Linked DNA regions of Rattus norvegicus: region 2 is linked to region 1. A link is a contact called in public Hi-C data. All regions are on one chromosome and are shown on one strand. The core of a region is the stretch at or near the end of the contact, and the rest is flanking DNA. Distances in the headings are between cores, read along the strand shown. Region 1 has its middle 45 kb from the start of Mtdh. Region 2 holds the start of Rpl30 (ribosomal protein L30).

Region 1 (4,617 bases), core at 1,963-4,462:
TATATATATCTATACATATACATATATATATATCTATATATATATATATATATATATGTATATTCAATCTTGGCTTTGCCATTGTGTACTTGTTGTAGGAGTCTAGACACAGGGTTGCTAGGAATGAAAACTAGGAATTTGAAAGCAAGGAAACAGGGATTTTATGTCTGGCTGGGATTTTATTTCTTTATCCCTCCATTTACTTAGTGGTTTCTTGGTAACTTTCTGTAGGTTGATATCATCATGCAGGTGAGAGCGGAGAAAAAATGAGGCCTGTCATTGGGGGAGAAGGAAGAGAGGCAGGAACAGAGGTTTTAGAAGGAGGGAGCTGGAGTTAGGAAGATGAGCTGGGAGAACATGACGGCAGATGCTAAGATTCGTCTCTGCACATACATACAGGTTGTTATGACTATTTTAAAGAGATGGGAGTGTGCAGGATTTTGTGCTGTCTAGATGGGCAAATTATATCTTATCAGTTGGATCAGAGGTTATTGTGTGGTGTGTTCTTTCATGTGGCAACTTAGTTGAGTGCAAGAGAATGTGTGGTGGTGGGACACAGCAAGCCCCCCGCAGAACTGGGATGTATATACCTGGCGTGGTAGCAACCCGCCAAGGGAACTGGGAGTGAAAGCAAAACAGCATGGCAGGGTGCCACGCTGGAATGGCTCTACGACCAGGGAGCCTGGGAGAAAAGTGCAGAGCGGTACACAAGAGAACCAGTCACACCTTTTCTTTTTTACCATAACACCTTTCCCAGCACTGACAGCCATGCTCTTTACCCTTAGGCTTGCTTCTTCAGTGCAAAGACAGCAGATCCTGCTGACCTAAACCAAAAGGCACTCCCAAGTATCAGCAGGATTAGAACACACAGACTGTTACTGGATTTCTCCTCTCTCTCTCTCTCTCTCTCTCTCTCTCTCTCTCTCTCTCTCTCTCCACACACACACACACACACACACACACACACACACCTCGCAAATTGTTCTGTCTTAAGATAAGGTGTCTTTCGTCTTTCACCACATAGCCCAGACTGATCTTGGACTTATGATTTTTCCTGTAGTTTCCCTGTGTCTGCCTTCTGGAACTACAGACACATGCCCTTGTTCAAAATCATTTAAATAATTTTTGGTCATTAAGATGTGTACCCATGCAGGCTGGAGAGATGGCTTAAAGGTTAAGAGAACTGCTACTCTTCTGGAGGATCTGGGTTCAACTCCCAGCACTCACATGGCATTTCACAGCTGTCTGTAGCTCCAATTCTAGGGGATTTGGCGGCATCAAACATACATGAAGGCAAAACACAAATGCACATAAAATAAAATTTAAAAAAAGGTGTGTATCCAATACAAGGCTAATGTTGATATACATGTGTATAACTTGTAAATAGGAATGCTTTTGTGTCCACACTGTTAAAAATTGGTCTTGCTTTATATAAATAAAGAACCTAGTAAAAAGGATATCACTGTGAATAGCTGCAACATTATCTTTTTTTTTAAACTCACAAGCTCCATAGAAAGAAATCCAGCCAAGAGATTGCCCACACAGGAAAAACAAGGGTAACCAGGGGATCTTCCTTGTTGGGGTTTGCAGTTCTCATCAGTCCAGGGGACCAGCTAAGCCAGCTTGGTCGCCATCCCAAGCAGGACTTACTTGCTCATCTCCATTTCAGTGTCAAGGACATGAACTTCCTACGTGGGGAACGTTCTCTGTTTCCATCTCAAGCTCTCCTCAGCAGCTGGCTTAAAGCCTGCATTCTCCAGGAAGCTTGTCTGACCAACTCCACTGGCCTAGGATCTTTTTTTGTACCCTACATGTCTCAACTTTAAGGTTGTCAGAATTAGCGAATAGTAATACAGGAGGTTCAGTTAAACCTGAGTTTTAGACACACAATGAAAACATTTTTAAAAAACATAGGCCATTCTTATTCCATTTTACTAATAATTATTATTAATAGGGATCCTATCTGGCCCACTCAAACCTAAAGGTCTTATTAAAAATGATCATAGAGCTTTGGTATTATGCTCGTTGATAAGTTACCTCTAGCTTTTCTGAGAGTGATTTTTATTTCTATGTTTTTCTAAGTAGAGGATAAATGTTTTGAACTGTCTGTGGCAAAGCTCTAGTCTCTCTATGTGGCCAGAGCTCAGCTAATGCTTGGCCGTGAATAAGTCTTCAGCATGGACTTCGTGTTCATTTTCCCGACAGGAAGGAATTCTGTGAGGTGAACATGAAGCAATATAAGGCCTGTTAAAAAGATTGCCATATTAGAGGGCTGACTGATGGCTCAGCAGATAAAGGCACGTGCTGTTAAGTCTGATGATCTCAGTTCAAACCCTGAAACCTGAATGATCGAAGGAGAGTCTACTCTTACAGATTGCCCTCTGACCTTCTCTACCACAAAGAAATAACAACTCAATGCAGGCTTTTTTTTGTTTTTGTTTTTGTTTTTGTTTTTGTTTTGAGGAAGGGTAATATTATGTAGCTCTGGCTGACTTGAAACTCAACATGTAGACCAGGCTGGCCTTGAACTAGAAGAAAAATCTTTGCTTCTGGAGTGCTGGGGTTAAAGGTTCACATCCACCCAGTATAAATGTGTTTTTTTTTTTTGTTTGTTTGTTTTTTGTTTTGTTTTGTCAATGTAATCTAAATTTCTAAGTGTATTAGGAAAATCAGAAGTTGTGTTTTGCCATGTTTTATCCATTACTAAATTCTGCTATTATCTTATCTGCAAGTTGTATTGATAGTAATTGATTTTAGGGGCTTTCTCATTGTGGCTAAGGAGGACAGCTGTCGTAGCCGTTGTTGTTGTTCCCTTTCATCATTCTGCAGATGCAGTAAACTGCCCTGTGCCGTAGCCAGCGCCTGCTTTGGCGATTTCTCCGTGCCAGCAGAGACCTTGCCTCTTACACGGGAAGAAGGGGACAGTTTTGACTCAGTTCTGACACCTTGCCATGTTTTCACTTCCAAAAGTTCAGATGCAGTGGCCTCCTTCTGAGTGCCATTTGTTTGTTCTCGGCAACGACAGCAAGTGTTTAAAAAAGAGATAATACCCATATCAAGTTTATTCCAGCAATGGAGTGGGGTGGGGGTCAGGAGGAGCCCAAGCCAATGTCACAAAGCTCAGAAGTCGGAGGGTTAAGCTTTCTTGGCCGGCCACTCTGTGGAGGTGGGGATTTTGAAACGTGATTCTTGGTTTCTGGAGGAACTTGCTGGATGGGAAGGCACAGCTCATGAGAGACAATGAAAAAGGAAGGGGCTGACGGGGTGGGTGGAGGGACATTCTTATATCTCAGGGGAGCAAAAAGGGAAATGGTGGCAGAGAAAGGAGGAATGGTGTGTCTGGCGCGGGCTAATCAGGGACTTCCTTATTCTCAAACCCAGAGTAGTTTGGAGTGTTTGCGATGCGAAGAAAGGAAGTAGTGGGGTGGGGGGATCCTGTTCTGTCCTATTTTTAGAGGTCTGGGAGGGGGAATATCCAGCCTGACTAGGATGAAACCACACCACTGGTGGCCAGGGTGTGTGTACAAGTGTGTGTGTGTGTGTGTGTGTGTGTGTGTGTGTGTGTGTGCATTGCAGTTGGGTGTGGGACTCTGGGACAAAGGTTTACTTAAAATAAACTCTGAGTGTTAATAAAATCAGGAAAACATGAAAAAGAAAACTTGATAGGTCTATTGCAGGCTTCTGTTTTAAAAGAATGACTTATTTTTAAGTAAATGGCTCTAAGTAAAATTTCTTTTCTTACTCTCCCTCCCACCAGTTTGTGCATGTGTTTGTGTGTTGTGTGAATGTGGAGACCAGAAGTTGGTGTCAGGTATCTTTCTTTGCTCTCCACCTTATTTTTTGATGCAAGGCATCGCACTGATTCAGCCAAGGAGCTCTAGGAAACTGTCTGCACCCACCCCAGCTCCAGTGCTGGGCTACAGCTGTGAATGACTGCATCTGGGTCTAACCCAGGTGATGGGGATTAAAACTCAGATTCCCATGCTTACAAAGCAGACACTTTCTGGACTTTATTTTTTTCTTAGAAACATGTAAGTCATGGTTCTGCATCAGTGCTTAGCATCTGAATGGACAGCATCACCATTAGAATTTCCTCTGAGATGATTATAAAACTGTGTGCTACTATACTAACCACGTATTGAAACAATTAGGTATTTTTTTCCTGAGAGTTCTCATGTTCAAATATATACATACATTCACACACACACACACACACACACACACACACACACACACACACACACAGGTTCTTTTTAAAAAGAAATGAGAGGTTAAGCTTCGTAGTGCATCCTTTAATCCCAGCAGAGGCAAGGGGATTTCTGTGAGTTTGAGGCTAGCCTGGTCTACAAAGTGAGTCCAGGAAGGCCAGGGCTACTAGACAGAGAAACCCTATCCTGAAATTAAAAAAAAAGGTAATGAGATTACACAGTATTGGTAGCTGAAATCAACTGAGACCCTTCTATACTATATGTCAGTATGTCAGATACTGTCCTTGGGCCCTTATCTGGAGACCCCATGCAATCTTCACAATAACATGGTGAAGTAGTGTCATTATTTATTTAGACATAGCCTCACTAGGTAATCCTGGCTTCCTGGAACTCAAAGAGGTCCACTCCT
Region 2 (4,778 bases), core at 479-2,978, 390 kb before region 1:
CCGCCCCCCCCCCCCCCTTTTAAAAGATTTACTTCATGTATGTGGGTACACTGTAGCTGTCCTCAGACACACCAGAAGAGGGCATCGGATTCCATTACAGATGGTTGGAAGCCACCATGTGGTTGCTGGGAATTGAACTCAGGACCTCTGGAAGAGCAGTCAGTGCTCTTAACCGCTGAGCCATCTCTCCAGCCCAGATTTGTACCATCTTAAGTACTTTATGCCTAAATGTTAAAGCAAATAGTATGGTAATTGAACACTACCATTTGGTCAAATTCACAACAAAATGGGCCACAACAGTTGAATAAACTTTCATTTGTAAAACTACTTAATTTACAGGCCTGGTTCTATTCATACTTCTGTAATACATTAGCTGTAAAAATTTGAGAATAACGTTACTATTTCATATCATAGTGTATGTATTAGCTAGGTAAAATAAACGTTTTAATTTCTGACTTTTTTTAAAAGATCAACTCACAGAGATTGCCTGCCCAAGGTGGGATTAAAGGCATAGGTTACTAGGACCCGCATGGCTCACGGATGTTTTTAAAATTATTTTTATTAAGGGGAGGCAGGGTTGTTCTTCCCTCTCCTAACCTCCAGGGCAAAGTAGCACACCATACAGCTTACTTACTAACCTGGTTTTACTTTTTTATGCTTATATATGTTTGGTGGCGCGGGTGTTTGTGCAGCTGGGCAGGGGTCACAGGTCAATTTCTGGTGTGCTTACTCGATAGTTGTCCACATTATTTTTCACAGGATCTCTCACTGGGACCTGGAGCTGACAGGTTAGGCTAGGTTGGGTGGCGTTAGCCTCAGGGATCTGTTCCAGAAATGGAATTACGATCCTGCACAACCATGCCAGACTTTTTGGGGGTGGGGTGTGGCGGGGAGGTTTAGGCATAGAATTCAGGTCCTCATGCTTGCAAGGCAAGCACTATACTGACTGAACAATCTCAACAACCCGGGGTTTTTGTTGGTGCTAGAGTGCATAAATAGAGGCTTTCAGTCTCTCTCTTTTTTTTTTTCCCCACGAATACTACATTTATACAACGGCCCAAGTTTCGTAGCAAAGTGATTTTAAAAGTATTCGTATTGTGACAGTTTACTTCTGTATACTTATGTGTGCATCCAAGCGCAGGTCAGAGAACCTGCTGAGCCTGGCGCTCCCCTTACACCACGTGGGTTTGGAACGCAATCCATCTGCTTAGTGGCAAGCGCATTTACCCGCTCAGCCACCTCACCGAGTTTAGATTATTTTTTTTAATTGCGGTCCCTGTGCAAAGTCGGCTCCCAAGTACACGGAATAAAACCGCCACAGGAAGTGTATGTATGTATGTGTGTTGGGGGGTGCGGGGGGTGTCTCCTACGAGCGGCAAGCAAGAAGATCAGCGGCAGGTGGACAGAAATTGCCTCCAAAGGTAACGCCGCGTCCCGTGGTCTTCCCGGAACAACATCCCGAGGCCACATCCGGCGGAGACCAGCCCAGACCCTGCCGCCTCACACACGGCGCCCTCGGCCGTCGTCGCCAGCTCCTATAGAGTTCCCGTTCTCCGCGGTTTCAGCCCACAGCAGCAGAACACAAACCGAGAACCGTAGGCCGCAGCCCAGGCCACGTAGCAGCCCAGCCAGATCCCCATAGCAACCAACTGCCACAGCTCACTCCAGCAAGTGCCCTTCCGCTAGTGACAGGCTCGGCTTCTGCTTCCGCTTCCTGTCCCATAATCCTCTGTTCGCCTAGAAGAGCTTTGCATTGTGGGAGCTCCTTCCTTTCTCGCTCCCCGGCCATCTTGGCGTCTGATCTTGGTGAGTGAGCTCTGCTGGGTAGAGGACTAGGCGGCTCGGGGAGCTCCGCTAGTTGGTGTTTGACGCTCTGTATCATAATCCTCACTTCTGCCCTCTGTGTATTCTAGGTTGGGGCTTGTCCCGCACCTAAGGCAAGAGGATGGTGGCTGCAAAGAAGACGGTAAGTGAAGCCGACCGAGCCCGGAAGCCGCTTCACGTGGAGAGCTGGGTCTGGGCCGGGGCGGATAGATCTGAGCACACTGGGTGGATTGCATGCCGCTGACGTTTCAGGGTTTCAAAGTGAATCCGAGAGGCCCTACGTGACTTCGCAGGCATCATTAAAGTGTTCAATTCCAGAAATTTGGAACTGGGTTTGGTTTTGAGATGGCTGCGAGTGGTTTTCAAGTCTCAAATGTTTGCATTGTAGAAAAAGTCTCTGGAGTCAATCAACTCTCGGCTCCAACTTGTTATGAAAAGTGGAAAGTACGTGCTGGGGTACAAACAGACTCTGAAGATGATCAGACAAGGCAAAGCGAAATTGGTTATCCTCGCCAACAACTGTCCAGCTTTGAGGTAATGGAGGGAATATGAATGTATGTGGCTTATTGTAGATTCCAGCATTGGGAAGAATAATGATGGTTGTTTTCTGATGTTTGGACCCTGATTTGTGTGTGTATTCTTCTGTAAGTGTAAATACACAGTGTGTAACAGGTCGCATACAAATGATAACACGCAGGTTCAGGGAAGCACGGTGGCTTTTCCCACGTATCTGGAACATCCCTATTTTTGATCGTCTTTCAAGATTTGAAGTGTTAACACTCCATTGCTGTGCGTGTTTTAGTTTTAAAAAATTTCAGCTAAATTCATAAAGTCACCTATTAGCAGGGTCCAATTTTTTGAACATTAGTTTATTCTTGATTAACCATTTTAACTTGAGCATAGTATTTTAAGTAAGCTAAAGAAACTTGTATAGTATAAGCCTCTTGACTTTTCTATGGTGATTGCACACCTTCATTCTTTTATGTAGTTCAGACTTAGTGGTCCAGTCTGGGGCTTGAAGTTCATTTCTCATAAGCACTTTGGGGCACTGTTGATGGTCTATGGGCCACATAATAAGCTCAAGTTTCTGTGGAACTTTCACATCTTAACCATTTGAATCCATTAACCTGGCACTGAAGTGTTTATTCTTTGAGTAATAGTATCAGCAGTCCTTACGCAGTGGTCAGTATGTAGTAGGTGGTAAGGTGGCTTATCTATCTTTTTTACACTTTTTACCCTCCATTCCAATTCCTATTCCACCCCTCGTTCCTATTAGTCTTTGCCTCAGTTTGTTAAGATGGAGTATATAATACTTGTTGCTGACATGAGAAATAACACCCTTTGAGAATCCAGAAGATTCTCCTGGAGCTGGAGTTAAGTAGTTGTGAGGCAGCTGGTGTGAGTGCTGGGAACAGAACTTTGTTAAGAGCAGCACAGGCTGTCAGTGTACCAGGCCAGCATTGACTTTTTTATGTCTATTATCCCTTTTCTAGTACTTTAGACACCATTTTTTCCTGTGGTTTCTAAGTAACTTATTTCAAACACATTTTAAACGTATTTAGTAAATTGAAACATGAATACAATGTATTTAGTACCGAATACTACCTCAACAAAGTAGGTATTTAGTAGAAAAGTACAGTATACACTAGTAAAGGATCTATGATCTTTTTTTTTTTTTTTTTGGTTCTTTTTTTCGGAGCTGGGGACCGAATATGATCTTTTTTTTTAAAGCCTCACCAATTTGTAGTGAATCTGTCAATACCTTTGTATGGGGTTTTGTCTGACTTTTTGTTGTTGTTCCCCCAAGGAAATCTGAAATAGAATACTATGCCATGTTGGCTAAAACTGGTGTCCATCACTACAGTGGCAATAACATTGAATTGGGCACAGCGTGTGGAAAATACTACAGAGTATGCACACTGGCTATCATTGACCCAGGTATGCTTTTAAAATTATATTTTTTTTCTAATGTATGTACTTATTAGGCAGTGGCTTTGGTTCCTGAGTTCAGACCATTAGAACTTCAGTATTGAAAAAGATATGCCATAATTTTATTTTGCAAAGAATTGACAGTGCACATCAGTACATTGTAATTGGCTTTTCTATAAATACAAAGAAAAATTTTTTTAACTTTGTTAGGAGTTTTGTTTAATGAAGTGAGGCCAGCCTGGCCTACAGAATGAGTTCCAGGACAACTGGGGCAACACAGTGAAACTATTTGTGTCTCTTCCCCCTCTTGACCCCTCTTACCACACCCCACATCCTTGGGAAGAAGTGTTTGTTAGAAGGTGAAAATACCAGGCCAGATAAAGAGTCATCTCATTTTTGCTTGGGAACAAATGCTTTGTGGTGAATGCCCACAAATACTCGTCATCCTGTGTTTTGAGCTTAGACATTTTAGTTGCCTGGTAGAACATGCGAATATTCTCGCTGTTCTGATTTTGTGATAATCAGGACAGGCTAAACATTCGCTATAGTACGACCATGCATGTGTCCCCAGACCTAGTTCTTTACCTGGGTCTGGTTTTCTCAATGCTGGTGACAAGCCAGGTCTGATTCATTAAATGTATGAGCTGTATAGTCATAGGATGACTGAGATTTTAAGGTATTTTTAATTGGTTTTAAGAGTGACAGCCGCCACTTTAACATTATGCTAATCTGCCTTCTTACCTAAAAAACATGTAGGGGAATTCTGTAATTATCAGTTGCCATTAAATGACTTGTAAACCTTTTATTTTCTAGGTGATTCCGATATTATTAGAAGCATGCCAGAACAGACTGGTGAGAAGTAAACAAGAAAGTTCTCCTTTAATAAAACTTTGCCAGAGCTCCTTTTAAAAAATATGGTGTCTGGGCTTCTTCTTGTTTGGCTTTCTTGAAACCACTGGCAAGACTTGGGTGAAAGTTATGTATACTGCCTGGTTTCCATTTTGCTGGGGTTTTGTTAAAAGATT

Evidence for each region. A called contact is a pair of places that touch in the nucleus more often than the background predicts.
Region 2: a Hi-C map of psoas muscle shows a contact between it and region 1, with 2.2 times the contacts expected there. The contact joins the promoter of Rpl30 here to the enhancer-like site in region 1. A contact is called at or near these places in 3 of 12 Hi-C or Micro-C datasets (the A7r5 cell line, kidney and psoas muscle).

Annotation. Positions count from the first base shown.
Region 1 is chr7:67,144,951-67,149,567 of GRCr8, reverse strand. No RefSeq gene overlaps it. Among named protein-coding and RNA genes, the nearest start is that of Mtdh, 45 kb to the left of the region's middle. Within about 2 kb of position 3,212, at least 6 of the 93 cell types and tissues checked have an H3K27ac peak or open chromatin away from gene starts, as enhancers often do.
Region 2 is chr7:67,533,505-67,538,282 of GRCr8, reverse strand. It overlaps Rpl30 (ribosomal protein L30), which reads left to right and starts at 1,728. Exons shown (of 5, transcript NM_022699.4): 1 at 1,728-1,806; 2 at 1,914-1,966; 3 at 2,213-2,358; 4 at 3,632-3,762; 5 at 4,567-4,778. The coding sequence starts at 1,946. The coding sequence ends at 4,616. It overlaps Erich5 (glutamate-rich 5), which reads right to left and starts at 129. Exons shown (of 3, transcript XM_006241547.5): 1 at 1-129. LOC120093944 (small nucleolar RNA SNORA72) reads left to right here and starts at 4,240; the gene lies at 4,240-4,371.